2 separate regions of the Mus musculus genome follow, and region 1 is linked to region 2. The links are chromatin contacts, called in public HiCAR-type maps. All regions are on one chromosome and are shown on one strand. The core of a region is the stretch at or near the end of the contact, and the rest is flanking DNA. Distances in the headings are between cores, read along the strand shown. Region 1 holds the start of 1700047F07Rik (a long non-coding RNA gene). Region 2 overlaps Ttc22 (tetratricopeptide repeat domain 22).

Region 1 (2,718 bases), core at 187-2,686, 1.1 Mb after region 2:
TCAGAGCCCCAGGTGACACGGCCCAGAAAGCCAGATGGAGTGTCCTTTGAAGAAGGTGACATTATCTACATTACTGACTCAAGCGTTATCAACTGATGGAAGGGCGGCAGGACTCAGCTAATTCCAAGCAGGGATGTGACCGAGCAGGCAGGATCCACTGACCACCAGCTGCACTGGGCAGCCTGAGCCAGAGGGGTGTTTGGCTAACCCAGCGGGTGTTAATGGCTTAGACAGAGCTGGAAGCACGGCTTTGTCTGGACTTGCCCTGGTCATCGCTAAGACAGAGTGAAAGTCCCGTTTACAAAGCCAAGCAGTGAGCAAAACAGACAGACGGGAGACAAGCAGTGAGCAGAACAGACAGACAGGAGACAAGGCTTTCATGCTGATGCCCACGACGGTTGCTCCTGGGAAAGGCAAGAACGGTCTTAAGAAATAACAGGAAAAAGCTGGTCCTGACCGTGGCCGTTGATGCTGCCTGCACATTGCTCTGGAAAGAGACAGGAGACAGAGTTGATTCAAACACTATGCAGTGCCCAGGACTACTTTTTAATTTTTAAAAAATGTGTGTGTGTGTATGTCTTTGTGTATGAACACGTGTGTGTGTGTGTGTGTGTGTGTGTGTGTGTGTGTGTGTGTGTGTAAGCTAATAGATACTGGATATCTTCCTCAATTACTAACCATCTTATTTTTTTTGAGACAGAGTCTCTCGATGAACCAGGAGCTAAGTGATTCAGCCAGACTAAATGGCCAGGAAGCAACAGGAATGAATATATATATATATATATATATATATATATATATATATATATATATGTATATATATATATATATATGTGTATTCCTGTTGAAGAATATTTGATCACATTGTGAACCCTGAGATTGTTATTTACTGAAAAAAAAATGTTTCTAGTTATGAAGTAGGTAGCCCTTAGCACACACCTTTAATCTCTCTGGCTGGAATACAGACACACCTTTAGCACACATCTTTAATCCCAAACAATGAAGGTCAGGTTAGTTTGTAGAAGGAAGCAGCCGTGTTTGAAAGTGATGTCTAATTGAGTGGCAGACAAAGTGGTGAACCAGAGAAAGGTATGAGAGAATAGGATACGCCCAACTCTCATGAGAAGAGAGAGGTAAGAGAAGCTGTTTAAGAGAGAGGAGTTTTAGAGAGAGAGGAAAGGAAGGAGGCAATTTTACTGGGGAGTTTTACAGAGACAGGCTGCAGAGAGAACAAGCTAGACATAGGTGAAGTCAGAATGAGCCATAGAATGAGAAGGAGCCAGAAGATTAGAACAGATTGCCTAAGTTAGTATGAGACCAAGCAAAGGAATTCAGGAGAGACAGAGATAGAGACAGGCAGAGAGAGAAACACACACACAGAGAAAACAGATTGAAACAGTCAAAGCTCAGGAAAAAAAAAAACCAACCTAGAAAGTGTGAGCTTATTCAGCAGCGAGTCTCAGAGGCTGAAAATATTCTAGACCTAGATAAGATTGTACAGAGGCTAGAAGCTTCCAGGACTAGCGTAGGTTAGCAGACAGAGGCAGCAAGCCTCGGAGACAACGATCACCTCAGGTGAGTAGAAGTTACTTTTATATCTTTCTCTTTGTCTCCTGAGCCCTGGTGTCACCGGCATGTGCCCTTGGTTTTACGCAGGTGCTGAGCATCTAAGCTCAGGTCTCTGTGTTTACATGGCAACCGCTTCACATGGCAACCGCTTCACTGAATGATCCACCTTCCCATCCCACCCCAGCAAGACTGTCCTGATGGAGAAGGTTGGATCCATTCCTTTCTGGAGATGCTGTGGGATCTGATTTCTTTTGCTTCAGCCATCCCAAAACCTTGTTTCCCACTGCAAGATCTGTGATAAAGTAATCTATGTGAGCATGGCAGCATCACACTGCGACTCCATGGGACATGTGAATGAATAGCACTCACTCTTAGTTTGCCAGAAGTGACAGGATGATTTTCTGTATAAAATAATTCCTGTTCACCAGAATAGATTGAAATGAAATTGTTTCTATTTGTCAAACTATAGAAATTTGAAGAATTCTTGTTCCTGTTTAAAAACATAAAAAAAAAATTTTTTTTTCTTAAAGTTCCCTACATCAAAGATTGGGATGTTTTGAATGGGTTTTTCAAGAGAGGAAATACTTGTTATAATAATAAACCAAAGTACTTAACAGAAAATTGTTAGTTATCCTGACAAAAAAATAAAGATTTTAAGAGTCTTTTGAATATCATAGTCTCAATAAGGGTTTTCAAATTTTCTGGGTGAAATTCTAGGTGCAGTGGGTGCTTGTCTAGTACATGTGAGATCCTAGGCCTAGTTCCCAGCACCAGAAAGGAGAAGACATGTTATATATACTTTATTTATAGTATTTTTATTGTGTTACATACATATTAAAGTCATTGAGTTGTTTGTTGTGGCAGATGCATGAGGGTTGCTGCAAGTCTGAGGCCAGCCTAGTCTACAGAGGCCAGCCTAATCTACATAGCATGTTCCATGCTACCCAGACCCTGACTCAAACCCCCCCCACACACACACACATACACACACACACAAAGTCTGGAGCATAAATTGCATCATTCCACAGCTTAGCAATACCACAGACTGAAAGGCTAGACTTTGCATTATCAAATTTAAGTTTGAACATCAGGTACCGGTGGACCATCAGGCCTGAGGCAATGTTTATTCAGATTCTACATCTGACCACT
Region 2 (2,700 bases), core at 152-2,651:
GTGCCTGAGTTAACACAAACCTGCCCTGTGACAGTGCATCCTCTCCCAGTACTGCCAGGTCACCTGCCAATGTCCCTTACCCACCAGCCACAGAAGCAGGATCTTCAGGCTTCCCGGAGGAGAAGGGTCTGATCCTTTGGCCCATTAAAAAAGTACCAGCCCACTTTCACGCCACCCCCGATCAGTCCAGCCAATGGCTTTCAAACTTAGCACAGTAAGCAAACCAATCTCCGAACCACACCTCTAGAGCCACAGAGGAGTGAGTCAAGACTTTGCATTTCTAAGTCAGGCCTGGTGGCTCACACAGTAATCCTAGTACACCCAGACTGAGGCAGGAGGATTGCCAACCTAGACTACGGTATGAAACCCTGTCTCAAAACAAAACAAACAAAATAAACCAAATGTCTTAGTCAGGATTTCTATTGCTGCCATGAAACATCTTGACCAAAAAGCAAGTTGGGGAGGAAAGGTTTTATTCAGCTTATACTTCCATGGCACTGTTCATCACCAAAGGAAGTCAGGACAGGAACTCAAATAGGGCACGGAACCTGGAGGCAGGGGTTGATGACGAGACCATAGATCGGGGGTGCTACTTATTGGTTTGACTATCAATATAACAATAGCTAAGCCTGGGTATGGAGATGCACCCCTATAGTCCTAGCAGGAGGTGGAGACAGGATGAGTGCAAGCTTTGGGCTAGCTCAGGAAGACCTTTTCTCATTAAACAGGGTGGAGGGTGGGGCTGGGGGTAAAGAATACCAGGAGGAAGTCTCAGTCCTGGCTTTGGGGACACTACCCTGCCTCAGTTTCCCCACTTTCCCTTCCACACAGGACATTCTGAAGCCCTAATTAAGCTCAATGTGCTTTGCAAATGGTAGCCACTGTTTAAACCCTAGCTCTTTGTGGTTCGATACTGTGGGGGAAACGTGAACTTGAAGTCAGAGGTGGCCTGAAAAAGCGGGTGACGCCAGGAGCCTCCATAGCTTTATGCCAGCTTCCCCCATCTCAGGAGGAACAAGAGAGATTCAGAGGATCCTGAGGCTGGTGCTCAGGGAAGCCCTAGAGTCATCTGTCACTCTCACCTGTACCTCGTTAGTCCCAGGGTCACTGTACACTCAGGCTGGGTCTCATGTGATCCCTTCCTGAGAATCGAGGCCAGCCTGTAGCTAAGGCTCTGGTGCTGGCTGGCCACTGTCAGAGCATCAGGGCACTGATGATGATTGAGCACGGAGTGTCCCACACAGAGCCCGTGCCGAGCAGTCCCAGAAACTCCTTCCAGAGTGCTCTCAGCCTTTGCCCCCTCCCAGGCTGCCTCTAGGAGTGGGAACCCTGGAGCTATGTGCCTTGCCTGCCTGCTGAGGCTCTGCAGCAGGAGAGGCAAGCAGCCCCTCCTTTCGGCAGGAGCACACGGGCAGTCACAGGCCTGTTTAATTTAATGCACTGTGGCTTGCCAGGTTGCCCCTGGTAACAGCTTCAGCTGCTACTTCCAAAACAGCCAGGATTTTTAAAGGGACAAGGCTATTTTCAGGCTGGCATTGTACTATGGAGGAACAGCATCCAGGAGCCTCTTCTCCGGGATGCTGAAAACCCAGCAGCACTCTGAGGCCTCCACTCCATGGCCACTAACCCCGTCTGTAATTCAGAAGCCAGCCTGAAGCCCACTCACAAGTATGATCTGCTACATTTGAGATTCGTCACGTGTCATATTCAAATAGCTACATTTTGGAAATGTCAGTTTAGCCTCCAAATTTGGAAGGCAGGGAAAGAGAAGAACCTAGGAACTGCTCCTGCAATTCAGGGATAGTTCCACCAGGTGGCGATGTTGCTTCCATCATGAAAACCGTAACTGGGTTATAAACTCTAGAATGTTGACGGTGAGCAGAGTGGTGGGGGAAGGACTCATTTGTAAACCTTGATATTATCTCACATGGAGTTATTCCGCCTCTCTGGTCTCAGTGTTCCTGGATATAGAATAAGGAGATCAATAACAGTGTTGAGGAAAAGACTGGAGGCTAGGGCCATGGAAGTAGAAGTTGAACTCCCAGCTCTGTCATTCACAGATTATGTGGTTTGAGGGAATAATTTAACATCTTTGGATCTGAATGCCAATGAAAGGAATGTCTACATAGCAAATGGGCTACCATGGGCTACACAACAAGTCCAGGACTAGGCTACATACTGACTGAGATACTGTCTCAAAACAAAACATAATTGGGGTCCTGTGGAAGTAAGAAAGATGCCTTGTAGCCCTAGAGAAGGGGGAATGGGGAGAGGTGGGATATCTTCAGGCTCTAGGCCCTGAAATCCTATGGCTCTTTGGGGTATTGAAACAGATTACACTAGACAAAACACCCCCAGGCCAGCCCATACTAGGACATGAGTGTTTGCCCTAGGAATGACCCACCCACACAGGCCCCAGAGGCATGTAGCACTATCCTCCTTTGCAGTTAAGAATACAGCCCCTAAGTACTCATCCCTACGGTCACCCAGTTGGACCACTCAGGTGTGTGAGCTGCCAGCCCCTGATTTGCTCATTCGAAGCCAGAATCCATCCCATCAGCTCCTGTGTTAGCCCCATCTTTTGTCATGGGGTCACGGAAGGAAGTGTGGTGCTTCCTTCCTCCATGTGGGAGGTTGGCACTACCCAGCTCTAACCCCTGCTATGGCTCCCAACTGTTTCCCACAAATGGGCTCCAAAGC

The links. HiCAR-type assays count read pairs that join an accessible place to other places.
Region 1: a contact with region 2 is called in a HiCAR-type map of astrocytes, with 2.6 times the contacts expected there. The contact joins the promoter of 1700047F07Rik here to the enhancer-like site in region 2. A contact is called at or near these places in 5 of 39 promoter capture datasets (the HPC-7 cell line, HPC-7-derived erythroid cells, cranial neural crest and 2 more), 1 of 115 datasets of contacts at active chromatin or transcription factors (astrocytes) and 2 of 9 other capture datasets (embryonic stem cells and liver).

Annotation. Positions count from the first base shown.
Region 1 is chr4:107,688,164-107,690,881 of GRCm38.p6, forward strand. It overlaps 1700047F07Rik (a long non-coding RNA gene), which reads left to right and starts at 1,437. Exons shown (of 4, transcript XR_867984.2): 1 at 1,437-1,575. It also overlaps a transcript of Dmrtb1 not described here and the pseudogene Gm12899.
Region 2 is chr4:106,629,325-106,632,024 of GRCm38.p6, forward strand. All of the region lies in intron 1 of Ttc22 (tetratricopeptide repeat domain 22), which reads left to right. Among named protein-coding and RNA genes, the nearest start is that of Ttc22, 8.2 kb to the left of the region's middle. Within about 2 kb of position 1,402, at least 111 of the 459 cell types and tissues checked have an H3K27ac peak or open chromatin away from gene starts, as enhancers often do. A contact at or near this core is called in astrocytes, where this site is marked.